Linked DNA regions of Pan troglodytes: regions 2 and 3 are each linked to region 1. Evidence: chromatin contacts called from public Hi-C and HiChIP or PLAC-seq data. All regions are on one chromosome and are shown on one strand. Each heading gives the region's core, a stretch centred on a gene start, on an enhancer-like site or on the middle of the called end of the contact. The rest is flanking DNA. Distances are from core to core; before and after follow the strand shown. Region 1 holds the start of NQO2 (N-ribosyldihydronicotinamide:quinone dehydrogenase 2). Region 2 holds the start of SERPINB1 (serpin family B member 1). Region 3 holds the start of BPHL (biphenyl hydrolase like).

Region 1 (4,748 bases), core at 1,212-3,711:
TGTTTGTTTTTGAGACAGAGTCTTGCTCTGTTGCCCAGGCTGGAGTGCAGTGGCAAGATCTCAGCTCACTGCAACCTCCGCCTCCTGGGTTCAAGTGATTCTCCTGTGTCAGCCTCCTGAGTAGCTGCGATTACAGGCACCCATCACCACGCCTGGCTAATTTTTGTATTTTTAATAGAGACGGGGTCTCACCATGTTGGCCAGGCTGTTATCAAACTCCTGACCTCAGGTGATCCACCTGCCTCAGCCTCCCAAAGTGCTGGGATTACAGGCATGAGCCACCGCGCCCGGCCCATTTTCATTATTTTTAAACAAAGGCGAGTAATTCACTTTCTGGGTGCCCACCTGAAGTAGAGAATCCCAACCCCTTACCATGAAAACAGATAATCTGTTCACTGAGCCTCAAGGACAAAGCAGCCAGGGTCGATTGAGGGGCGACTGCAGCCTTCCTCTGTGACTCCTCCCACCTAACCATTCCCTCAATACCTCAATACACACACTCCTTTCTTTCCCAAGTCTATTGCCTCTTCCAAAAGCAATGTAAGATCCGCCCAAGAACAGTGGGGAGTTCTTATCCTTTCCGTTACCTAAGCAACCTGAGGGCAAAGACCTTTAGATCACCGGCAGTGCTGTTCTTTGGGTAACTTGATCTTTGCTTATCAGCTTTAATAACTTTATTATAAGAAATACCCAGCCTTGATGAAGTATCGATGACTCACTAACTGTGGTGTAACTAATTGTTTCATTCATTCTACAAACTTTTTTTTTTTTTTTTGAGACGGAGTCTCACTCTGTTGCACAGGCTGGAGTGCAGCGGCGCGATCTCAGCTTACTGCAACTTCCACCTCCTAGGTTTGAGCGATTCTCCTGCCTCAGCCTCCTGAGTAGCTGGGATTACAGGCGCGTGCCACCACACCCGGCTATTTTTTGTATTTTTAGTAGAGACGAGGTTTCACCATGTTGGTCAGGCTGGTCTCAAACTCCTGACCTCGTGATCTGCCCACCTTGGCCTCACAAAGTGCTGGGATTACAGGCATGAGCCACCGCGCCTGGCCTCATTCTACAGACTTTTATTCTGCACTCACTATAGGCTGGGAGCTACACTAGGGCCTGGGGACATGAAGACAGGCGACACGGTCCCTGGGCTCAAGATGCCAGACAGATGTGCAAACAAGTGAAATCTGATGTGATATGTGCTTTAGTGGTGCTAAGGATAAAAGGATAAGTGTTCAGAAAAAGTAGCAACAATATGTCTGACTGGGAGAATCAAGAAAGGTGTCATAGAGTCCCTAACACTTGAGCTGAGAATGAGAAAGAGCGTGAGCTGGCCAGGTGACACACAGAGCATATTCCAACCTAGGAGACTGGGAAATGGGCCAAAATATATACGTTTGAGGAAACAAATAGCTTACTATATAATTAAATATGAGGCAGTTTAGACTGGGCCCTTATGGATAAGTCACACCCATAAGTTTTATTTCATCTTACAGGCAGTGGAGAGCCTCTGGAGGATTCTGAGCTTCGTGGTCTCATCATCAGAGTTATGTATGGCAACCATCCCAACCTTTTTGGCACCAGGGAGGGGTTTTGTGGAAAACTATTTTTCCTTGGACAGCAGAGGATGGTTTCGGGATGATTCAAGCATATGACACTTCTTGTGCACTTTATTTTCAGTGGGAGCCCTGAGCTGGTTTTCCTGCAACTATCTGGCCCCATCTGGGGGTGATGAAGACAACGGCAGATTATCAGGCATTAGATTCTCATAAGGAGCGCACATCCTAGATCCCTTATGTGTGCAGTTCACAGTAGGGTTTGTGCTCCTATAAGAATCTAATGCTGCCTGATCTGATAGGAGGCAGAGCTCTGGTGGTAATGCAAGCAATGGGGAGCAGCTGCACATACAGATAAAGCTTCACTAGCTCACTCACTGGTGGCTCACCTCTTGCTCTGTGTCCTGGTTCCTAACAGGCTACAGACCAGTCAGGTCTGTGGCCCGGGGGTTGGGAACTCCTGGTGTATGCAAAAGACTACTCTGCAGCAATGTGGACAAATAGCATGAGGGTGAGCTGTCAGGGGAGACAGGCACACATGGCAGAGCTGTTTAAAAAGGAGGATAGACGACCAGGCACAGTGGCTCATGCCAGTAATCCCAGCACTTTGGGAGGCAGAGGCAGGCGGATCACGAGGTCAGCAGTTCAAGACCAGCCTGGCCAACATGGCAAAACCTCATCTCTGCTAAAAATACAAAAATTAGCTGGGCGTGGTGACATGCGCCTGTAATCCCAGCTACTCAGGAGGCTGAGGCAGGAGAATCACTTGAACCCGGGAGGCAAAGATTGCAGTGAGCCGAGATCGTGCCATTGCACTCTAGCCTGGGCAACACAGCAAGACTCTGACTGGAAAAAAAAAAAAAGGAGGATAGACAGGGCTTGGGGATTGGTGGATGGGTAGATAAGGAAGGAGGAGTCTAGCATGACTCTCAGACTACTGACTTGGACCAGCAGGGGAATGGCTGTGACAATAAATAAGATTGGGAAAACAAAAAGGTGAGCAAATTTAGAGGAGAAAATGAATTTCATTTTTGGCATGGTGTGGAAGGCTCGGGAGAGAGGTCTAGGCACCAGATGTCAACGTGAGGTGAAATGGATATAGCTGAAGTCAAGGGTGTGGTGAGGTTTTGCAGGGAGAGCAGGGACCTCCAGCAAGGCCAGTGCATAAGGGAGAATAGAGAAAAAAAGAACTAGAAAAAGACAAGGAGAGGCCAGAGAGGTGTGGAAAGAACCAGGGAAGACAGTTATTCACAACAAACAAAAGAGGGGAGAGTTTTAGAGAAGGAACTGAGCAGTTTGGGGCTCCAGGTGGGGCAGGAGTGGGTGGCCACGGTTGAGCGGCAGTGGCCTTCAAATTGGTCTGGGTAGGTTCTAATGGGTCAGATTGGTCAGTCCTTTCCAGGACACTGAAGGCTGCAGAGGTGTGACTGGATGCTGGTGGAGGGATGCATGGCGGGGAAGCTGAGTCAGATGCTGAAATCCTCCAAGCATGCGCCTGAAATGACCAAGGAAATGAAGGCGGAGGCTGCTGTCGCCTGGTGGCCTGGGAAGGGCCAAGAGCCAGGGAGCTGGAGGGAGGAGAGAACGTGCGACCTCAGCACGGAGCACTGTAGGGGAGGCGGGGCTCGAGGGAGATGGCGCCGCGCTCCCCGATGAACAGAGAAAGCGACAGGGTGAGTCGCAGGGCACAGTGTGGGATGAGTCACCGACAGCAAGGCATGGACTCCGGGAAGAAGGGGGAGACGAGCCGGGAAAGACTTGCATCGGGGATGTGAGCTGAGCTGCACCCAGACAAAAGCGGCTCGGGGCTCCTGAAAGCAGCGGGCACCGCCGGTCCTGCCAAGGGGCTACTTCCTGCGCGGAGTAGGAGAGTAGGAGACCCCAGGCCAGTCCCAATCCCCGGCCCGTCCGGGATGAGGGGGGCTGCGGGAGCTGCGGGGGCCTCCGCCGGGGAGGACGGTTCCAGGGTCCCTCGGCCGCCGCCCACTCCCGGGGGCGTTCCTTCCTCCCAGCTGCGCCCGGAGCGCCTGCTGCCTGGCAAGAGCCCGCCCCTCTGCGCCCAGCCCGCTGCAGCGGAGGGCGCCTGGGTGCCCTCGCCCGAGCCAGCAGCCCACGGTCGGCGCCGCACTGCCCCCTGGTGGCGGAGCGCTCCCGCGACCCGGCTCGCCACGCCTGGGAGGGGTCCAGGAGGACGCGGCTGGGGCCTGGGGGCTCTCAGGGTGGGGCCTTAGGGGATGAGGCTGGGGCCCGCGGGAAACCGGGCTGGGGCGAGAAGGCTCGCAGGACTTCTTGCCACAGAATGTTTCGATGCTGTTTTTAATTCTGCAAATGTAAGCCTTTCCACTTTAAGTCCAAGCTCAGCGCAGAGGACTGTTCTATAATACATACAATTTAGTTTAAAAATGTTGCAAATGTTAACGGGTGTCCTTGTCACAAACTCAAGCAATCCAGTATTATAGAAAGCAAAGAATGAAATGTGCTTCTTCTTTCTCCCCCAGACGCCCTTGCATACATTAAGATATGTATATATGGAAATGTTACCGGGAGTCCCGGTTATCCCAAAAAGGATTGTTTCCTGTTGTGTGGTGAGGCCAATGCACGAAACCGAAAGGGAGTGTGTCAAGCAGTGCAGGCTTTATTCAATGGCTCTGGAATTGGAAGATCTGAAATCAACTTAGCTGGTGAGAGCTGGGAAGTTACAGAGGTAGGGTGTCTTTAATGAAGGGGCTGGGCATTAAGAGCACGGGGGGGAATATTCATGCTTTTCTTGGGAAAGAACGGAGATTTTTCCCGGAATCAAGGAACCCCTTTTTTTCTGTCCCTTCTTGGTCTCTTCCAGTCGTTGTCATGGCGACTGTCAATTGTCACGGCGCTGGTGGGAGTGTTGTTTAGCATGAGAACTGGATGATAATAAAGCCAGAGGCTCGTCAGAGGCGCCATCTTGGATTTCGCCAGCTTCAGCTGGTTTCGTCCCAAGAAGGAACTTCAAAACACAGGCATTGTTTTTCCTGAAAATAAGCAGAGTTAAAGCTGAGTAGGAATTTAGCTCTGTCCCATATGCTATCGCGTTGGGCAGCAAAAGCAGGGTGGGGTCCAGCGAAATCAGCAGGCACTGCAATGAGTAACATACCCAGCTACGTTTATGCAGCATTTTTACGAAAATGAAACCATACTACCTGTAAAGGAAGATATGCTAAC
Region 2 (4,748 bases), core at 838-3,337, 150 kb before region 1:
TTCCCTATGTCTTATTCCTCTCATTATGCTTGAAAGTAGTGTTATGTAACAGGCAATATTTATGAGTTGCATATCATCATATGCAAAGCAAAAACTGGAAGCTGCTAGCTCAGGAGGATGTAGCATGCCTTTCGGGAAAGCTGTCAGATTCATCCACTGGAACAGAAGCCTCGCCCTGCAGGGATTTTTGTCAGCTTTGCTCACTGCTGTCTCCTCAGCAATACGAAAAACAGTTCCTGGTACGTGGTAGGTACTTAGGAAAAACCTGATGATGAATGAAAGCCTGCATACAAGTGTGACTTTTCTGAAAGTCTGATCTCATAAAAATACAGTTCTGAAAACACAAGGTAAGAGCTCAAAGGCACAACCTTTCCATGCAGACTGTCCATTCGTAGGGAGATGGGAGGAAAGCAGACCCCTTTTTTTGTTTCTGCTGACCTTGGACAGCTGTGCTGCCGTGTTACCTCTGGTCCCCAGAAAAACCATGGCCATAGCAGATGAAATGCTGAAGGGAGAGATGAAGATGTTTCCAGCCGGGTTGTTCTCACTCAACGCCAGGAACAGGTCCAAGGCGAAGCGGGTGTTTGCTGAGCTCAGCTGCTCCATGGTGAAAACTGCAACACAGAACAGGGTCCCCATGGTGCCCACTGCCCACGCCAGCAGATTAGGCAGCACTATTTCTCCAGAAGCTTCCTCAATTTCTGCCAACCGCCCTGAGGCATCCTGGATCTTGTACTTTCTCCCCGCTTTTTTATTCCAGCAGGGCAAGAACACTTTCCCAGGCCCACAAATGTGGAACTATTCTGGCCAAGGACTCCGCAGTTACAGGGGATTTTAGGGCACCCAGGGTGCCCTAAAGGGCTCTGACCTTGCAGACAGGTGAGTCTGGGGGTGGGGTGGGGGTCAGGCAGGCCCCAGCCACCCCAGCTTTAGCGGGGTGGGAGGATCCACCCAGCCCTGGGTCCTCCCAACCTATGTGTGGGAGCGCACGTGCTTCTGAGCCTTTGATTCAAGTCTCTGATTCATTGGGCAATGAATCCATTGCCTACCTTCACCTGAACTAAGAGCCTTCTATCAGAGACTCAGCTACCTACTATGCATTAAAACTCCAGCAAAGGTATCACTGTAATTATTATAATAATATAATTCTTCCTTATTTTTGAGGTTCAAAAGGTATGAGGTCCAGTGCCCACAGTCTCAGAGCCGGTGTAGGATGTGCCAGTTTGGAAACCCACCACAGTCCAGGGTCTGGCGGTGCAGCGTCCCATCCGCCACCCACTAGCCCATCTCGATCTCCACTCTCAGAGCCCTGATTTCCCCCGAGGACAGGCAAAGAAGAACTGTGCTGGCTGCTCGGCATGTAAGCACAGAGCTGATTTCTCCTTGTCGTGAAATCGTCTCTAGAATCGCACGGGGTTCCTCCTCTCTCTCCCTGCAGCTGCAGATAGGAGCCGCGGCTTGGCCCTGGGCTGCCTGGAAACTGTCACAAACAGCTCTGGGGGGAAGGGAATTCAGGGAGAAGGGACAACATTCTGATCTCAGGTTTCAGTCTTGCCTTCCGCCTGCATCTGTCGTCCTTCCTCCCTCCCTCCCTCCCTCCCTCCCTCGCAGGCTGGCCCGGCCTGTACCCAGGCGGGGGCGGGGGATCAGAGGTCTTCTGTCTCAGACGGGGCGCCCGGAAGGGATGGGGGCGCGAAGCTGGCGGGGAGGCGGAGCGCAGGGAGCTGCGGGTCTGATGGGCCTGAGCCTGGGGGGTGGTGGGTGCTGGGCTGGAAGCTGAGCGAGGGAGCCTGGCCTCTCCCCGCAGCCCGCCCCCGCGCCACCGCTCCGAGGCCCGGCCTTACCCGATAGGCCGCCGAGGCACGCTCCGGGCTCCGAGCTGGGTGCGAGGTCAGGAAGGAGGCACCAAGGGCCGCTGCTCTTATAGCATGCGGAAGTGTCACCCGGGCCAGCAGCCGCGGGCGGGGCGGCGGCCCTTCCCGGTGACTGCGTAGGAGTCCGAGCTCCCGAGGTTGCCTAAGTGCAAGCAGAAGTGAGCGTGGCTTCCGGGCAGCGCCCTCCTCAGGGGAGCGGCGCCTTTCTCAGTTCAAAGCCTTTCCCCGAATCTCTGGCAAGGACCTGAAAAGCTTTTTCTTACTAAGGTGTGAATGACTGAGACGACATATTGTGACACCTCTTAGAGGGCAAATGACTCCCTTTGAGTCCCATCTATATTGGGAGCTTTCTTTGAGAGAAGGAAGCAAATTTGGGGATCTTGCACAGGGAAAAAGAGGGGCCCCCCAGAATCAGATGAAACAGAACCAGTTCCAAACACCTGCTCTGTGTTTCCAAGATGACAGCTTGCTGCTGCGTCCTCAATGGTGGAAAGTGGAAGGGCAAAAGGGGCCAAATCTCATGTGAAGTCTCTCGTATAAGGGGCCAATCCCATTCATGAGGAAGGTGCCCTCATAATCCAATCACCTCCTAAAGGCACCACCTGTTAGTATTGCATTGAGGATTGTTTCAGCATGAATTTTGCAGGGAACACAGACATTCAAAGCATAGCATTCTGCCCCGGCCCTCCAAATTCATACCCCTCTCACATGCAAAATGCATGCATTGTATCCCAGTGGCCTCCAAAGTTCCAGTATCAACTTTAAAATGTAAGTCCAAAGTGTCACCTAAATATCTTCTAAATTAGAAAGGCATAAGATTCAAAGTACAATTCATCCTAAGTGAAATTCCCCTCCAGCTATGAGCCCGTGAAATCAAATAGGTTACAGGCCTTCAAAATACAGTGGTGAGACAGGCATAGGACGTACATTCCCATTCCCAAAGGGAGAAGCAGGCAAGAAGAAAGGAGTATCTGGTCCCAAGTAAGTCCAAACCCAACAAGGCAAACAGCATTAAATCTTGGGGCTTCAGAATAATCTTCTTTGATGCTGTGTCCCCCATTCCGAGCACATGGGGGTGGGGACTGGGTCCCCTAGGGTCCAGGGGATCCACTCCCATGGATTTGCCAGGTGCAACACATGCAGCAGCTCTCACAGGTTGAGGTCTAGGCTCTCCCAGGATAGACTTGCATGCTGGTGGCTGGACAGTTCTGGGTTCTCAGGGACAGCCCTGTTCCCACAGCTCCACTAGATATTACTCTAGTTGGGGCTCTCTGCAGTGGCCCCAATCCCACTGCTCGACTAAACATTGCCCTAGTGAGGGTTTTCTGCAGCAGCCTCACCTCAGTGACAATTCTCAGACTGGGCCCCCAGGGTCCCCAACACATCCTTCAAAATCTAGGTGGAGGTGGCTGTGTCTCCACAGTTCGTGCACTCTGTGCACCTGCAGAGTTAGCATCACGTGGACTCTGCCAAGGCTTACAGGAAGGGTGGCCTGACAAGGGCCTGCATAAGCCACACCTGGGATGGTGGCCAAAGAGTGCTGCACCAGAATGTGGGGGGTGGGGGGGCAGAGACTTGAGGCAGCCCTAGGCAGCAAGCCCCAAGGTTCCATGGTGTCCTGAGTCCTCCCTTAAAACTATTCTGCCCTCAGGGTCCTGGCACTCTGGGACAGGGATGAGAATCCAGCACCAGTAACCTCAGAAATGCCTTTGGGTTCATTCTTCCATTGTCTTGATAAATAGCATCTGGCTTCCTTCTACACATACTCATCTCATTATCAAATGTGAACCTGGCAGCGCTCTTGGTGTTCCCTCCCAAACATGCCTTTTCATTCTTTACATGGCCAGGCTGAGAATTTTCCAAAACTTTAAGCTCTGCTTCCCTCTTGATTATAAACTTCGTCTTTAATTCATTCTCTCTGCTCACATTTTACTACAAGCAGTCAAGAGAAGCCATGCTGCACTCTCAACGCTTTGCTCAGAGATTTCTTCCATCAAATATCCTAGTTTATTGCCTTTAAGTTCTGCCATTCAGAAAACACTAGGACATATACACAATTCAGCCAAGTTCATTGCCACTGTGTAACAAGGATGACCTTTCCTCCAGTTTCCTTTTAAGATCTCATCAAAAGTGTCTTTACCATCTATACTTCTAACCGCATTCTGATCAAGACCAGACCACTTAATTAATCTCTAAGATGATTTAGGCTCTCCCTACAGTTCTCCTTGTCTTCTGAGCCCTCACCCTTAATTTCCCTTAAAGCTCTGTTCATGTCTATACAGGCTTTTTCCAGCATGCATCTCCAAATTCTTCCAGCCTCTACCCATTACTCAGTTTCAAAGCTGTTTCCACATATTTAGGTATTAGTTATAGCAACATCCCATTCTCAGTATCAATTTCTGTCATAGTCCATTTGTGCTGCTATAAATAAATACCTGTGATTGGGCAATTTATTAAAAACAGAAATGTATTGCTCACAGTTCTGGAGGCTGGGAAGTCCAAGAATAAGGCACCCACATATTTGGTGCCTGGTGTGGGCTGCTCTCTGCTTCCAAAATGGCACCTTGTTGCTGCATCCAAGGGGGAAATATACTGTATCTTCACGTGGCAGTGGGAGGGATGGAAAGGGATGAACGCACTCCCTCAGGGGCCCAAATCCCACCCATGACGGTTCTGCCCTCATGACTTAAGCACTTCTTAAGGCTCTACCTCTTAATACTATCACATTGGTGATAAAGTTTCAACATATGAATTTTGGGGAGACACATTCAGCCCATAACATCTGTTCTGTCAGGTGAGGACACAGCATTTGTCCCTTCTGCCTTTCCCACCAAATGAGAACACCACAAGAAAATGCCCTCATCAGACACTGAG
Region 3 (4,748 bases), core at 1,015-3,514, 130 kb after region 1:
TATAGAGTCCTGAAATTGAGAGCCCAAAACTCCCCTCTGCCCCTTCTCAGCTGTGTTACCCAGGCCTTGCTTCCTAACCTTTCGCCATCATTATCCAAGTATAGAGTCCTGAAATTGAGCGGCTCAAAACTCCCCTCTGCCCCTTCTCAGCTGTGTTACCCAGGCCTTGCTTCCTAACCTTTCGCTGTCATTATCCAAGTATAGAGTCCTGAAATTGAGCAGCTCAAAATTACTTTTCAGCTGTGTTACCTAGGGCTTGCTTCCTAACCTTTCTTAGCCTCAGTTGCCTCATCTATAAATGAAGAGTGCAATAGCACAGAAGGCTGATGTGAAGATTAAAGAAATATGATGCATCGTAAGGTGCCTGGCACAAAAATGGCAGTTTTTTTAAACTGTACAATCTTGCTATATATAAAGAACTGGTTGTCAGGTATGTTACTTAAAAATAGTGACACCACGCTGGACGCGGTGGCGCACACCTGTAATCCTAGCACTTTAGGAGGCTGAGGCGGGTGGATCACCTGAGGTCAGGAGTTTGAGACCAGCCTGGCCAACATGGCAAAACCTCGTCTCTACTAAAATTACAAAAATTAGCCGGGCATGGTGGCGGGTGCTTGTAATCTCAGCTACTCAGGAGGCTGAGGCAGGAGAATTGCTTGAACCTGCGAGGCAGAGGTTACAGTGAGCTGAGATTGCGCCATTGCACTCCAGCCTGGGCAACAAGACCAAAACTCCGTCTCAAAAAAAAAAAAAAAAAATTGTGACACCAATAACCTAAAACTCAGTGCTACCGTTTTTTATTAGCACAAGGGTAACTGGTGTTGAAACTGTACAGACAGCTATTTTTATCATTTCTGAGATGAAACCCCAATCAACATATCAGGAAAAAAGGAAATACTGACCTCACCAAAGATTTCTGAAAGTCAAATGATATTAAACTCAAACATTATATATGTCTCTTTCCTTTTATGCAGGAATTAATGTGATAGATTTATGTTGAGAGTAGAATATGAAAACTTTTGCATAGTCTGTATTTAGGCCAAAACTGCCTTTACTACTCAAGAAAGCCCAATGGGCCAGTGAGGACACTGCAGGTGACAGAAATTTCTATGAGTGTAACACCTACAAGCACTGTGCTCACAGGACTGACTGTTACACCAAAAAGGTCTCTTGGAGGAAAAGAAATGCAATATGCAAAGAAGCTGTTGTCTCCAATTATTCAAGCCAAGGCTACAACAGTAGCCACAAATCTGCCAGTTATTTCCAATTAAGGCAGAACGATTGACTTAAAAAGAAATAGTTGTTTTTTTTCTCCACTGAGATTTCAATTAGATAATGTCTATAACCTTTATAAAGCTGCAATTATACAGCCAAAAGAAAAAAATTAATTGTGGTAAAACATACATAAAACTTACCACTTAAACCACTTTTAGGTGTGTAGTTCAGTGGCAGTAAGTACACTCACAATGTAATGCAGGCATCACCAAAATCCATCCCCAGGACTTTTTCATCTCTCCAAACTGAAACTCTGTCCCCATGAAACACCAACTTTCCATTCCCCCTTCCACCAGCCCTCAACAACCCCCATTCTATTTTCTGTCCCTATAAGTTTGACTCCTCTAGGTACCTTATTATATAAGTGGAATCACACAGTATTTGTCTTTTTTTGACTGGCTTACCTCCCTCAGCATAGTGTCCTCCAGGTTCATCCATGTAGTAGCAAGTGTCAGAATTTCGTTCTTTGTTCAGGCTAAAAAACGTTCCCTTGCATGCACAGACAACATTTTGCTTATCCATGTATCTGTTTTTGGACACTTAAATTGCTTCCACCCTTTTGGCTATTGTGAATAGTGCCGCTGTCAACGTGAGTGTAAAAACATTTCTTCTTGTACACCCTGTTCTAAATTCTTTTGGGTTATATACCCAGAAAAGAAAATGCTGGATCATATAACTGATTTGTTGAGGAACCGCAGTATTGTTCATCACAGTGGCTGCACCATTTTACATTCCCAACAGCAATATACAAGGGCTTCAATTTCTCTACATCTTCACCAACACTAATTTCTGGGGGTTTTGCTAGTAGCCATCCTAATGGGTGTGAAGTGGTATAAACAAAATTTAGATCCCATCATCTCTGAAAAGCAAATACACTTCCTAGTACTAGTCAGTACTAGATAGGTGCACAGCGTTTAGAACTTTACTTGATCCAACATAGCAGCCTGCCTAGAGCCGGAGCCCCGCCCACTCCGGAGCCCCGCCCACTCCGGAGCCCCGCCTGGACGCCCACGCAGCGAAGGCGCTATGGCTGGCGGCCTCGCCTCCTGGAAAAGCCATGGTCGCTGAGGCGACGAGCGAGGGCGGGGCAGCGCCGACGGGGACACTCGTCCCGGGAGCCAGAGCCAGCACCGAGAGGGGACGGTCTACGCGGGTGCCGGCCGTTCCAGGACTGCGAAACCACGAGCCGAGTTTCGGTCGCCCATGGGAAAGCACCCGGCAGGGCGTGGCTTCGGGGCGGGGCGGGCAGAGGGCGGAGCAGGATGGAGAGGCGAGATGGGCGGAGCAGAGGGCGTGGCTTCGGGGCAGAGTGGGCCGGGTACCGCGCTTGGTCTTAGCGCATGCGCGCTCCCGGCAGCTACGCGACCTGTGACCATGGTGGCTGTGCTGGGCGGCCGGGGCGTGTTGCGCCTGCGGCTGCTGCTCTCAGCGCTGAAGCCCGGGATCCACGTCCCACGGGCCGGACCCGCGGCCGCGTTCGGGTAATGGCGGCCACCTCGCCCCGGGGATCCCCAGCATCGGCGCGCTCGAGGGGCGGCGGGAGGGGCGCGTGCCGACAGCAGGAGTTCCCGGCGCGCGGGCACGGGGCGTGGGCGCGGCCTGGCTGCCCTGTCGCCCTTTGTGCCGCGAGACCCCGATCCTGGGGGCCAGCCGCGCTTGGTGCTCGAGCCCCTCGATCGTGCATGCGCCTCGGTCAGCCTCAGTTCAAGGAGTCTGGAGCCGTGGAGGCTTGGGCTATAGAGTGCAGCCCCTTCAGTGTGCAGACCAGAGAGACCCAGGGAGATACATTTGCCTGTAGTATGGACTCACCCGTGACGGAGCACGGACTAGAATCCCAACGCCCTCATTAGTCCATTGCTCTGTCCAGAGTCCACACTAAGGGCATAAGGACAATAATCTCTTCTTTCTCTTATGTCAGAAATCAGCCTGAGCCTGAGTACCGCTAAGGCTTTAATCACGGGCCCCGAGAGCCCTAAGTCTTCTCTTTGCTTGCTGATCTTAATGTGCAAAAGAATCACGTTGGGAACTGAAAATTCAGAATCCTGGGCCTCACTCCCAGAGGATCTGATCTACATGTGTGGAGATGCCCAGGAATCTGCTTTATTCTCTTTTGTCCTCCCACCTGTCCCCCCATTTCAGGTAAAACAATAACAAAAAAACTGGATTAATTTCTGACCTTCTGTCTTGAAAATGGATACTCTTGGTCCCAAGAGATACTGGGCAGAAATGTGGATAGAGCGGCATGAAGCTTGTTTTACTTTATTCTCTACATACATCCCTACACACATGCAAACACACGTATACAACGAACGTACACAGTGCATGTGCGCAGTTGACTGTTGATGGGCTACTTTCATAAAGTCAGTACTAGATAAATACACAGCGTTTAGAACTGTACTTGATCCAACATAGAAACTTTTAGTTTGAAAACTTGATTTAGAAGGAGAAAAGAGGGCAAATCTGACCAGCTTTTAAAATTTCATATTGCAATTGACTAGCTCCTTTAATTTTAGAATTATTATAAGATGGTCAGGGCTATTTTGATAGATGGAAAAACATGTTACTGGCTACAGCTGTATAAATTAACAGTGAAAATGATTATTTTTTCCAGTTTCCTGTCTGCAGAAAGGCATCGAAATAAGTTACTGTGATTGTACCAATATAGTTCTTTTTTTTTTGAGACTGACTCTCGCTCTTTTGCCCATGCTGGAGTGCAGTGTTGTGATCTCGCTCACTGCAACCGCTGCCTCCCAGGTTTAAGCGATTCTCGTGGCCTCAGCCTCCCGAGTAGCTGGGATTACAGGTACCTGCCACCATGGCCGGCTAATTTTTGTGTTTTTAGTAGAGATGGGGTTTCACCATGTTGGGCAGGATGGTCTTGATCTCCTGACCTCGTGATCCTGACCTCGTGATCCACCCACCTGGGCCGCCCAAAGTATCGGGATTACAGGTGTGAGCCACCACACCCGGCCGATCCTAAGCTATCTTAACTGTAGAAATGAATTTCTCAGAGGAATAGGGCAGTAATCATAATAAGTAAATGGCAGGGTCAGTATTGCCATTGCTTGGTGGCTTCATTGATGCCCCTTTAATAATATTTCTGTAGATAAGGAGCTTATAGTTTGGTCAGACCTTATTACTACCCAATTCTGTCTTTTATTTTTCCAGAAATGGTGTGTTAAGATTAGATGTACCTGTATTCAACACATCTGTTTCCACGTTTGTTTCTTTTTTACTTGAGACTGGCAAATAAGATTAAACCAAAAGATAAAACAGGACCTCATTTTTTCAAAAGGGCTGTGTTTCAGTTATCCTTTGACTAAGGGCAGAGGTAGGGGTAGGGAGTATGTAGAAGAAAAAGGAGATGGGCCAGGCCTGTAATCCCAGCGCTTTGGGAGGCTGAGGCAGGCAGATCACGAGGTCAGGAGATTGAGACCATCCTGGCTAACAGGGTGAAACCCCGTCTCTACTAA

The links. Hi-C and Micro-C count contacts between places; a contact is called where the count stands out from the background. HiChIP or PLAC-seq counts read pairs in DNA pulled down with a chosen protein or histone mark.
Region 2: a contact with region 1 is called in a Hi-C map of stem cell-derived neural progenitor cells, with 8 times the contacts expected there. The contact joins the promoter of SERPINB1 here to the promoter of NQO2 in region 1. A contact is called at or near these places in 5 of 7 Hi-C or Micro-C datasets (blood, induced pluripotent stem cells, a lymphoblastoid cell line and 1 more), 1 of 1 datasets of contacts at active chromatin or transcription factors (stem cell-derived excitatory neurons) and 1 of 1 other capture datasets (stem cell-derived neural stem cells).
Region 3: an H3K4me3 HiChIP or PLAC-seq map of stem cell-derived excitatory neurons shows a contact between it and region 1, with 2.1 times the contacts expected there. The contact joins the promoter of BPHL here to the promoter of NQO2 in region 1. A contact is called at or near these places in 1 of 7 Hi-C or Micro-C datasets (stem cell-derived neural progenitor cells) and 1 of 1 datasets of contacts at active chromatin or transcription factors (stem cell-derived excitatory neurons).

Annotation. Positions count from the first base shown.
Region 1 is chr5:8,932,045-8,936,792 of NHGRI_mPanTro3-v2.0_pri, forward strand. NQO2 (N-ribosyldihydronicotinamide:quinone dehydrogenase 2) reads left to right here and starts at 2,462. Exons shown (of 9, transcript XM_024357009.3): 1 at 2,462-2,546; 2 at 4,049-4,231. It also overlaps the pseudogene LOC107975031.
Region 2 is chr5:8,785,892-8,790,639 of NHGRI_mPanTro3-v2.0_pri, forward strand. SERPINB1 (serpin family B member 1) reads right to left here and starts at 2,088. Exons shown (of 7, transcript XM_003311015.7): 1 at 1,845-2,088; 2 at 439-614. The coding sequence starts at 606.
Region 3 is chr5:9,067,236-9,071,983 of NHGRI_mPanTro3-v2.0_pri, forward strand. It overlaps BPHL (biphenyl hydrolase like), which reads left to right and starts at 2,265. Exons shown (of 8, transcript XM_009450409.4): 1 at 2,265-2,471; 2 at 3,194-3,414. The coding sequence starts at 3,359.